Linked DNA regions of Mus musculus: all the other regions are linked to region 2. The links are chromatin contacts, called in public promoter capture Hi-C maps. All regions are on one chromosome and are shown on one strand. Each heading gives the region's core, a stretch centred on a gene start, on an enhancer-like site or on the middle of the called end of the contact. The rest is flanking DNA. Distances are from core to core; before and after follow the strand shown.

Region 1 (3,814 bases), core at 1,007-3,506, 610 kb before region 2:
TGCCTATATAGCAAATCACCAGAAACTGAGTCATATATAGGAATGCATATTTACTGCTTCATAGCTACAGTTCAGCGTCTAGGGGCAGCTTACTGGTGCTGCCTGCAAAGGTCTGCCATTGGTTCAAGTCAGGATATGTTCGGAAAGCTTGGTGGGAAGTTCCATTCCAAAGTTTGTGGGACTGTTGGCAGATCTTATCATTTGAGTCTGAAACACTCCCACTCCCCATTGGCTCATATTTTGAACACTTGGTCTCCAGCTGGTAGAAGGTTCTGGAATCTTTGGGAGGTAGAGCCTTGTTGGAAAAGTTGGTCACTGGAAGAAAGTCCTTGGGGAAATATTATCTCTGCTTCCTCCTCTGCCACAATATGAACTGAGATACTGCCTCAAGCCTCTCCCTGACCGGCAGGGACAGACTGAGCCTTCAAGTGTGAGCCACAGTCAGCTCTCCCTCTTTGTTGTTTATGCTGGCGAATTTGATCACAGAAACATGAAAGGAACAAACGCACACAGTTTAATTTCTAAAAGTGTGTTGAACCATAGCCTCACTGGCTAAATAGCTGCCCTCACGCTCTTGCCAGATGGGCCTCCCAAGCATCAAACATGCACGCTTACAGGGCACTAGGAGCATGTACAAACAAGACACAATTTACATCTACAGAGGAAGTGAACACACATCACATTTGCAACACTTCATATTAGAAACAAGTCAACCCCCCCCCCCCACACACACACACTTAACACACAAAGGGATAGCAATACATTCGAGACAAGTAGTGAGGGCATTATCTTAAAATTAGCCTGTTCTAACTGGACTCTAATAACTCATTAGTACAAAAGCGTGTTCTAAAGGAAGGGTGGCAGGTTCCCAGACATGTGGATATCACATCTCTACTATGTCTGTAACACCATAACTAGCTTGGTCACTTTTATGAAGGACAACTGCCACCCCTGAAGATGCCCCAAAGCCATAGGAACACCAAGTCTCTCACTGTTTTCTAGATGCGGTCTAACATCCAAAGGGAAATTGACGAGACTCAGTTGAAAACACAGTGATATTCAGGGTAATAAGTAACTCTCAAGATTCTACTGAGAAAATTCAGTTCATATTCTCTCTCATTCTTTAATCCTGTCTTAGTCAGCTTAGGGGGCTGGCTATCTCACACAAAGCACTACCAAGGTGCCACAAACAGCATTTCTTTCTCATAGTTCTGGAACATAGATGTCTTAGATCAAAGCACTGGTTGATTTGGAAGCTAGTGCCAAATTCACGCGTATTGATTTGAAAAATACTTCCTGGTTTCCTTACCATCCCTCTTCCTTCCTCCCTTCCTCCCTCCCTTCTCTTTTTCAAATTCATTATTATGTGTATATGTTTTTGCCTGCACCACATTCATGCTTGGTACCTATGGAGGCCAGAAGAGGATGCCAGATCCCCTGGAACTGGAGTTAGAGATAGTCATGAGCTGCAATGTGGGTGCTGGGAATCAAACCCAGGTCTTCTGCAAGAGAAGCTAGTGTTCTTAATGGCTGAATCAATTCTTCAGTCCTCAACCTATCTTATCATTGGCTCTCTACAGAATGGATGAGGTTGTCGATCTGTGGTATCATGTGGAACATAAACAGTGGTCTATAGCAACATCTTCTCTGCTGGTTTCCTGAATTTCATGAAGAAATTTCCAGCAGTAGAAAGAATGCTTTATGAACAAAGGACTGTCCTTGTGACATACCACAACAGAGTCTGGAATTTATGTTCTTGTCATCTCTTCTCTGTATCAGTGAGCAGCATGAAACCAAGACTCCAGATGTCCCTTCTTTGTTTCTTTCTGTGAGGCTGTTTAATGTCACTTGTAAATTTAAAACCAATCAGCCAAGCAAACATTTTCATATCTATATTACCTTCAACATGGCCCCTTAAGACATATCAAGGGGGCTGATTTTGTAAAAAACTTTCTCACATGCATCAATCTCTTCCAAATAGGAGTTTTTCCTAAATCCCACGGTCTTTTGCACGCCACATTTAAGTGTTTTCCTTTGTAAGTTTCATTTTGCCCTGGATTCCTCGAGGCAGTTGCATTAGTTGGAGTTAATAACTCAGACCCCAGTGTTTAGCTTGGAAGAGGCAAGCTGTTGCAAATCTCTGGGTTAACCAGCCCTAGGCTATGTGGAAAGTTTTTGTAACAGTTGGTGGGAGGAACCCACCTGGTTCTTCCCCTGCTCCCATTCAGGTAACAACTCACTCAGTGTCCCTGAGGCATAAATCTTTCAGATCCACTCCTTCTGCCTGTTTGCCAAGAACTGTATATCACAGGGGACTTCAGAGAGGAACGCAGCACATCAGTTAGAGAGAAATGCTTTTTTCTTTCTTTTCTTTTGTATTCTCCAAGAACCTTAGTAATTGGAAAGGACATCCATCCTGCTACCATTAGAGACTTTGCTTTGGTGTGTACACATGAGAGGCCATTGTGTGGCGGTCAGAAAACAACCTCAGGTGCTCTTCATCTTTGTTCTTCTCTGTTCTTCTCGTCTCGTCTCGTCTCGTCTCGTCTCGTCTCGTCTCCTCTCCTCTCCTATCCTATCCTATCCTATCCTATCCTCTCTTCTCCTCCTCTCTTCTCTTCCTCTCTCTCTCTCTCCTCTCTCTCTCTCTCTCTCTCTTTCTCTCTCTCTCTCTCTCTCTCCTCCCTCTCCTTACTGTGTTTCTTGATGGCGTGGGACTTGGCAAGTACACTAGCAGGAGAGCTAGTGAGTCCTGGGGATCTGCCCATCCCCCTTCACTGGCTCTTGAATTCCCAGTAAGCAGGAGTATGCCTGAATCGCCACCACCACCACCACCACCACCACCACCACCACCGAGAGTTCTAGAGATCAACTGGTATCCTCATGCTTTCAAGGCAAACACTTTCAAGGCAAACAAGAATTTTCTTGTCCTCTACTATCTCGATCATCAGTAGGAGACAGGGAACCCAGAAGCACCCCCTCCTATTCATGACATGTCTGATCATGACCAATGGCCTCCTTGTGGCATGGAGCATGTCATGAGTTAGGGGAAACTGAGAAGCCAGGACCAAATTTCATCTCAGGAAGAGTACACAGTCGTGGGAAAATCCTACCAACACCATAACTCCTGTCGCATAGAGCCCACTTCTGCTTGAAAACCCTGTGTTGGCTGCAGCTGTACGTTTTCCAACCACACATACCACCGATCAGTTTCCCTCTTTTCTCCTGGAACTCTCAGGGGCTGGATCGCCTGTCCTTTATTTCTGAGGTGGGAGTGGCTGGTTAAAGTGAGAACGCACAAGAGAACTCAGGTGTCTTTCACAAAGTGCCATTCTGGACCTCTGAGAACTATCTGAATTCAACTAATTTAAATAATTTTGGTGTCAGACACCAGGTTGGTACCAGTGAGTTGGACATTCATTTTGTGACTCAAATGCTCAAGGCTTTGGGCTGGGGGATTTGCCAAGTCAGTTTTCCTTACACTGGAGTTGTCTAGCCCACCTTTTGTTGGCTTTTTCTTCTGAAACGTGATAAATGCATCCAGATGTTTCTAGCACTTTATCAAACCATTGAGTGCAGGAAAGACGGTTTTTCATCTCCCCAAGAGTCATAAGCATTGGACATGACCTGCTTGTATCTCCTCAAATGCATCATCTCTCTCCTCCCACAAACTCTGACTTGTCATACCAAGAGGAACACTGTGCTAGGGCTCCCCTTACCTTCCTGTTGTCCCCTCCGCTGGCTAAGTTTCACACACAAATCAGCTCTCTTCAGAATAGACTCTTAATGTCAAGAGAACAAAAATTCAATATTT
Region 2 (3,492 bases), core at 140-2,639:
GGCTTTATTAAATCCAAAAGGTAACAGGCAACATTTTTCATGTGTTTACTATGTGCTACAAAAGAGTGGCAACATTTTAAGTATTTTTTTTCTTTTGCAATTCTCATGACAATCCTATTATGTTTCTAAGTTTTCAAATGTGGTTTAGAGAGATTAAGTAATTTGCTGAAGATGCTGATAGAACCAGAATTCAAAGCCAGACAGAGGGTTCTGACTCTACAATCTAATTCTTGGGGGCAGGATTTTGTTTTTTGTGGTTTTGTTTTGTTTTGTTTTTGGATGCACCAATTCACCGTGGGCATTCTGCAAACCTGGACAGATTCCTTGTTCCAGGCCAGAGAACTAGAGAATAGGATCCCACCTTCTCAGCCAGGCGGTGGTGGCTCACGCCTTTAATCCCAGCACTTGGGAGGCAGAGGCAGGTGGATTTCTGAGTTCGAGGCCAGCCTGGTCTACAAAGTGAGTTCCAGGACAGCAAGGGCTACACAGAGAAACCCTGTCTCAAAAATCAAAAAAAAAAAAAAAAAAAAAAAAAAAACCCAAAACCAAAAACCAAACGATCCCACTTTCTCTCCAGATGGGTTGCTTCTTCTCAGAACACTGGATCGTCAGTAGCAATGCAACCTATACACACTACCAAACTGGAGCTTCATCCAGACTTGGAGGTACCGTCTGTATCACTGTTCTCATTGTACAATGATGGAACGCAACTCTCACCAGAGGGGGTTGTCGGTCAGCAGCAGGCAAAGTCTCCAGTTTTGTTTTGTTTATTGCCTTGCGCTTCTGACAATTCCCAAAGTATCTATTTCAATCTACCCTACCGAGGACCCCCACCGCCTCCCTACCTCCCTCGACTCGCTCTTTGATTCCGAACAGGACGCACGGCAAACACTGATCTACTTGTTAATCTTGCTCCGTCAAAGCCAATAGAAAATCCGCAGCTCGACACAGTCGCTCCCACTGAGTAGAAGGCCTGCGGATTTTGTTTAGTTTTCTGAAGGGATGGGATTTACCCAAACCCCCCGGTTTGACTCCGGGATAGGTTACCTCTTGATGGTAAGGCTTCGGAAAAGTGGGTACCACGCGGAGAACTGACAGTGACTAACATGCTCCTTCTTCATTCTCCAGCTGCCGCGTCAATAGCCGCCTTTCCCTCTCCCGCCAGCCCTCTCCCGGAACCCTGCGCAGCACTTCCGGAAGTGCCGACCGAGCCGTCTTAAAGAAAGGACTCTTCCGGTCCGTAAAAGTCCGCTGGCGCTAGACTCTAGAGCCATGGTAGACTGTATGCTTAGCGTGCCCACACAGACGCGCAAGACACACAGAGATCTGAGTCCGCAGAGAAGAGGCACGAAAGCGTAGATTTTTAGGAAGCTTACATCTCCGCTTTCGTCTGTATGCACCTCGACCCGGAAGGTAATCATCTGAAGCTAGCTGAGCTTCTACGGGTGCCTGGAGGAGGACGTGTGCACATCCTCCTTGCACCACGAGAGGCGCCGGTGTCTCTAGCGGTGGCGCCTGATTCTACGGAGACTGCAGCTTCTGCCTGATCCTTTTTCCTTTCCTCCTCAATCCCTTCCACATCCCACAGTTTAGTGTAGGTAAGTGGGCGCGAGCCAACCTCGGTACTAAGTGTCCTTGGAGAGGGGAAGGGAAAAAAGGGCGCGAGCACAACCGATGGTGCCCAGAGTACAGCCCGCCGCGCGCGCGTGTCTCCGCGTCTGCGCCTGAGCGCGAGACGAGAACCCGGGATCCAGGCGGACCAGCCTGGGCTACGAGAGGAACCTGGGAACAGCACAGTAAATGTTGGAACACATCAGTTGAGGCATCTACAAGAAGGATGGCCCCTTCTCATTCCGGAAAGTAGATTTTAGAGACACAGGGAAGAAGTCCCGCATGCACGATTCTGGGGAGGAGGGTGGTATTTTACGATCCTGAAGATGAAAGAAGCGATGTTCGTCTGAGAAATCAAGAAAAAGGGGAAAGTTGTGTCTTTTAAGCTTAAAGTTTAGTCCAATTCCGAAAAAGTTACCAGTGTGGAAAAAGCACATATTTTTATCAATGTCTCTGCAATGATGAAATCGTAAAAGGTTGGAAGAGTTTGTATACGACAACTTGTGATATCATTTTTCTCCCTACTCCTTTTTCCATCTATCATCCTACAAAGTTCAGTTTCTTTTTAAAAAAAAAAAAAAAAAAGGAAAAAAATCACCAGCTGCAAGAGACAGGCCTTTCAAACCCTCTGGTGCTTCCTGTAATGTAGAAGCCTTGGGCATGTTCCAAGCACGTATTTGTCCAGAAGCACCACATTTCTGATACTCACCCTCACAGAAAAATAAATTGCATTTTCCACAGCGCATCTAAGCAGTTTAAATTAGAGAGAGAGGAAAAACCCCAGCCACTGTTGACCTCTTTAGAAAGGTATTTGTTAGAACTGATGAACAGAATCCTCTGTATTTTGAATTAGAATTCGTGCTCGCGCGTGCACACACACACAGGAGAGGTATACATTGTTTGAAATGTTACAGGTAAAGTGGTTGGAAGCATTGCTTAAAGAATACCTTCCAAAATCAAGATCAATGGTTTATAATGTTGCAGTGTATAATGATGTGTTGTGGATAGCAGAGCTTCTTATTTAAGAATGGTGGTATCCAGAATTAATCAATCCTGGGTTTTGTTGCTTGTTTGTTGTTTTGATACATAGTCTCTCTCTACATACTCCTGTCTGGCCTGGAACTCTTTGGTTCTCAATGTGTGGGTCACGACCCTCTCACAGGTCCTATATCAGATGCTCTATAGACCAGATATTCACATGACAATTCATGACACCAAATTACAGTTGCAAAGTTGCAACGAAATGATTTTATAGTTGGGGGAGGGGGTCACCACAACATGAGGAACTGTATTAAAGGATGGACACTTTAAGAAGGTTGAGGACCACTGCTCTGCATAGACCAAGCTGGCCTCAAACTCATAAAGATCCACTTGCCTCAGTCTCTTCAGTGCTAGGATCAAGGTCTGGCTAGTCCTCTGTGATGTGAGGAAAAGCAGCAATAATCCATATCTTCCCTTTTCATTTTCTGGAGAATGGTGCTGCTTCTCAGAGACAGAGAGCATATGTGAGAGGCCACAAAAACTTGTTTTATTTGACCTACCGAGTTGCAGGGGGAGGGGGAATGTGAGCAGAGGTTGGGAATGCATTTGGGTAAAGTACTTTTTGTTGTAGATAGGAATGTTATCCATCTGGGTGGAGCAGTACTGCCCAGCAAACCTTTGGGCATAGAAACTGAAGCAGTTATTTGTAGAGAACCTGCTAAGTTTGTAAACTTTAGGAAGAGGGCAGGGAAGGAAATGGAGCGGTCTTGTATATTCTGTCTTTTCAGTATCTGTTTTTACTGCTGCAGTAGGTACTGCTACAGACTCAGCCAACTTTCAATAAATTGACACCACAAACAAAGGATCTTCAAGTGTTTGGAACAGTAGAGCTCATTTCTT
Region 3 (3,772 bases), core at 661-3,160, 680 kb before region 2:
CACACACACACACACACACAGAGAGAGAGAGAGAGAGAGAGAGAGAGAGAGAGAGAGAGGGAGAGGGAGAGGGAGAGAGGGAGAGGGAGAGGGAGAGGGAGAGGGAGAGGGAGAGGGAGAGGGAGAGGGAGAGAGAGAGAGAGAGAGAGAGAGAGAGAGAGAGAGAGAGAGAGAGACAGACGAAAGAAGAGGCCACAGGGAGTTCTTGGCTGTAGTAAGAGTTTCCAAAGAGCCTCAACTTTTTCCAGCTTTGCAACTAAGTTAATAATATTCCTTGAGGTCACTTAAGACTGAACTTCTCAAGTTTAAATCTAACCCGCCTTTAAGAAAACAGTGTATCGAACTTACTGTGCAGGGGATTTCTCATGTGGTTAGCTTTTACAACCTACGTTAAGTGCATAGCTTAAATCAGAAGTTATGTACTCTTTCTTGCCCTTACCCAGAACAGTGTATGTGTGTGTTGTAGTATTTACTGAGAACTGTCGACAGGTCAGCAAAGATCCCATACATGGGGGATGCAGCATGTGGATGCAGGTTGATGGGATGTGGTTTTGTTTGCTGTTCTAGGTGCGCAAAGTAACTTCTTTCCTCATAAAACTCTTGAAGATTTCTGAAAGAACTCCTTACTTCTTTCCCATCCTAAGTTTTCTCCGTTGTTCATGAAAAACAGAGTAAATACTTTTACTAGGTACAGGTGCACGCGTGTGCGTGCATGCATGTGTGTACACACACACACACACACACACACACACACACACACACACACACACACACAGGACAGAACAGACGCCCAGCACAAGACATGGGTAGTAGGGACAGACGGATCAGACAGGTACAAGAGATAGATAGAGATAGGCCAGTAACCACAACCTACAGAGAGACAAAAGCCACAGGGAGAAAAATGAAGAATTTAAATTTGGGTTTGCTTTTGGTCAAACTAATCCAAGAGGAAGTAGCTTTTTCATTCCTTAAGGTGACATTGACACATTTTGGGGGGCCCCCTCTGAGCTCATCTTCAGTGTGCTAACTGATCTATCCGGCCTTGCTAGATTTTGATTTTTAGAAGTTCCCCCATCTCAGGCACCTGACTCATTTGTTTCATGACATTTGTGGATGTAGCACTGCTTCTAAGACATTGTAACTTCATGGGATGGTATGTGAATTTTGGGGATCAAACCCAAGTGGTCAGGTTTGCCAGCAAGTGTCTTTTCCCACCAGGCCAGCTCAGCAGTCCAGTCTTTGTCTTACGTGATTGGCTTACATCATTTAACGTTTGCAAGATGCATCCGTGTAGAACAGGTGCCAAGATTTCCTCTTATACACAGACCAGTTTCTTTATTTACCCACTGGTGGGCATTCGTGGTTGCTCTACCGTCTAATCTACTATGCCATCCTTTTCTTCCATTCCTTACCTTGTATCAGCCCCACAAGAAGCTTCCTTATCCTCAAGAGGAGGAGGGGATGCCACTGGGCCATATTCTCCAACCCTTGCTCATACACCCACCTTGATAGCAATGTATTGAACGGGGCACATGCCGGGCAGAAATCAAATCTCACTCTCCCTAAGAAATAGTCTTACTATTTCAGGAGTAGGAGAGAGAATGTCCTCATTGGACCTTAAGGATGGACATCTGGGACAAGGAGGGTGGGGGCAAAGCACTATATTTGACATATGCATGGGCTGAGCTGCCATGGAGAAACATTTGCAAATCACTTTCCTCATTTCCTGTTCTAGATTCAGGGGGAACCCTCTCCACTGGGAAGAGCTTGCTCTTCCATTCCTTCGTTCCCTGTAGAAAGATGGGGTGTCATTCTGGCCTGGGGTTTCGCAGCCTAGTCTGAGTCTTTCTGGATGTGAGCTCAGCTCCTGTCTCCACTGTGACTCATAACTTGAACTCCATCAGTCCTCTGAGCCACACCCTCAGCTTCCCAGTACCTCGTGTTCCCACCAGAGAATAGCTCTCTCTCCACTCTACCTCCCCCAGCCTCTGCCTTTTTATGGGTGGCATGAGGCTGAATTTAGGTGGAGAAAACAGTCTCGTGTATGGTTTCCAAATTCCACCTAGGTCAGCCCCCCATTCAGCTGGCTCTCCCCTCTGCTGCTGGAGATAAGGACAATAAAAACACATTCTAAGAGGAAAAACAGGAGGAGAAGAATGTGGGCAGCCCCTGCCAGCGGGGCAGTGGAAACCTCTGGCCTGTACTGAGCTGACCTGTGTTCTGCTCTCTGAGTTATGCCTCACTCGGGACATGCCAACCAGCTGGACCAGGCCTTTCTTATAAATGGAAACTCCAGACAGGAAGCTCGTGACTTTGGTCCTGTATTCATAGTGGGATGAACTTTTAAAAAAATATGTAAAAAAATATATATTTACCTCTATTAATTAATTAATTTATTTAAGAGGGGGATGGGGTCACGTGGTGCACATGTGGAGGTCATTCTACCATGTGGATCCTGGTGAGCCACTTCAGGCTTAGCTCTTCAGGCTTGGTGGTAAGCACCTTTATTGAGCCATATTGTTGGCCTGGGATAAGCTCAGCATTGTGGTGGCTTGGCTCTTCTGGGGGTATTGTGTCCACCACTTCTTATCTACCACCAGTAAGGAAGCTATTGATCACACTCGGCCACCTTTCTGAAATGCTGCCTAGTTTCTGGGGTTCTTTGATTTTCTTTCTCTAGCCTCTCCTAGCACAGAGGCCATGACCCCCATTTACTCACCCTGGTTATATGGGAGGCCTCCATATTGGAAAAACAGATCGGCTCTCACATGTCTCTGAACACACAGGACCTACACCAGCGACATTGCTAACATAGCTGTTCAGGGCTTAGGTTAGTCAGTTGTCTGGTCCCTGGTCTTTCCCTTTGCTCAGACCTCCTCCCATTTGGTGACCTTGCTCTACAGCTGTCTCCTCCATTCACTCTTGTGGCTTACCCTGTGGCTTGGACTGCTGCTGTTGCCAGTTCCAGGACACATGGACAGGTGACTAAGGACAGTACTCTGCTAGGATAACATTTTTGTCTCTTGTGTCTCCCTTGCCTCTCCTCTGTCCATCTCCTGTGATCACCTCTCCCTGTCTCTCCCTCTCCTCCCCCTCCCCCTCCCTCCCTCTCCCTCTCCCTCTCCCTCTCCCTCTCCCTCTCCCTCTCCCTCTCCCTCTCCTTCTCCCTCTCCCTCTCCCCTCTCCTCTTCTCCCTCCCTCCCCCCTCTCTCTTGGTGGTGGTGGTGATGGGGACAGCATTCTGCTATGAAAGCTCAGACTGATCTCATTTGTGTGATCTTACCTCAGCTTCCTGAGCATCACAGACATGAACTCCCACACCAGACAGCCCACTACTATTCTTCAAAGTGCTATAATCCGCACTTATAGTTAGCCTTGGCACTATACCTGTAACCAGACAGATGCCCAGGGTAAATGATGGATCTTGATATGCACAATGGTTTTGATTGTAGCCATGACTTTGCCAAGTGCTGTAGGATTTCCAGGGTTAATAGTATATTTAAAGATAGGCTTGTAATTGAATTGACTATCCAAATTTACATGTATTGTATATGACATGTCCATATTTATATACTATATTGTAAAATGGCTAAATTAGTAATCAACATACGTTGCCTCACATTCTTTTCTCATGATTAGAACATTTAAGACCTAACCTTTCTGCAATTTAATTAATTAACTAAGGTGACTCTGAAATTTTCAAATGAATAATATATTGTGATGAACTACAGTCACTGTGATATACCATAGAGTCTTAATTAAATTGTTTTAA

The links. Promoter capture Hi-C pulls out the DNA fragments that hold promoters and counts their contacts.
Region 1: a contact with region 2 is called in a promoter capture Hi-C map of hippocampal neurons, with 4 times the contacts expected there. The contact joins the enhancer-like site here to the promoter of Cdc123 in region 2. A contact is called at or near these places in 12 of 39 promoter capture datasets (the 3T3-L1 cell line, 3T3-L1-derived adipocytes, cranial neural crest and 6 more), 10 of 115 datasets of contacts at active chromatin or transcription factors (the NIH/3T3 cell line, astrocytes, bone marrow-derived macrophages and 4 more) and 1 of 9 other capture datasets (embryonic stem cells).
Region 3: a contact with region 2 is called in a promoter capture Hi-C map of 3T3-L1-derived adipocytes, with 7 times the contacts expected there. The contact joins the enhancer-like site here to the promoter of Cdc123 in region 2. A contact is called at or near these places in 11 of 39 promoter capture datasets (the 3T3-L1 cell line, 3T3-L1-derived adipocytes, cranial neural crest and 4 more), 16 of 115 datasets of contacts at active chromatin or transcription factors (the NIH/3T3 cell line, T-cell acute lymphoblastic leukemia, embryonic forebrain and 9 more) and 1 of 9 other capture datasets (embryonic stem cells).

The regions. Positions count from the first base shown.
Region 1 is chr2:5,237,550-5,241,363 of GRCm38.p6, forward strand. No RefSeq gene overlaps it. Among named protein-coding and RNA genes, the nearest start is that of Gm23118, 21 kb to the right of the region's middle. Within about 2 kb of position 2,257, at least 13 of the 459 cell types and tissues checked have an H3K27ac peak or open chromatin away from gene starts, as enhancers often do.
Region 2 is chr2:5,843,788-5,847,279 of GRCm38.p6, forward strand. It overlaps Cdc123 (cell division cycle 123), which reads right to left and starts at 1,390. Exons shown (of 13, transcript NM_133837.5): 1 at 1,048-1,390. The coding sequence starts at 1,121. Nudt5 (nudix (nucleoside diphosphate linked moiety X)-type motif 5) reads left to right here and starts at 1,247. Exons shown (of 10, transcript NM_016918.3): 1 at 1,247-1,598.
Region 3 is chr2:5,164,086-5,167,857 of GRCm38.p6, forward strand. All of the region lies in intron 2 of Ccdc3 (coiled-coil domain containing 3), which reads left to right. Among named protein-coding and RNA genes, the nearest start is that of Ccdc3, 28 kb to the left of the region's middle. Within about 2 kb of position 1,911, at least 58 of the 459 cell types and tissues checked have an H3K27ac peak or open chromatin away from gene starts, as enhancers often do. A contact at or near this core is called in 3T3-L1-derived adipocytes and the NIH/3T3 cell line, where this site is marked.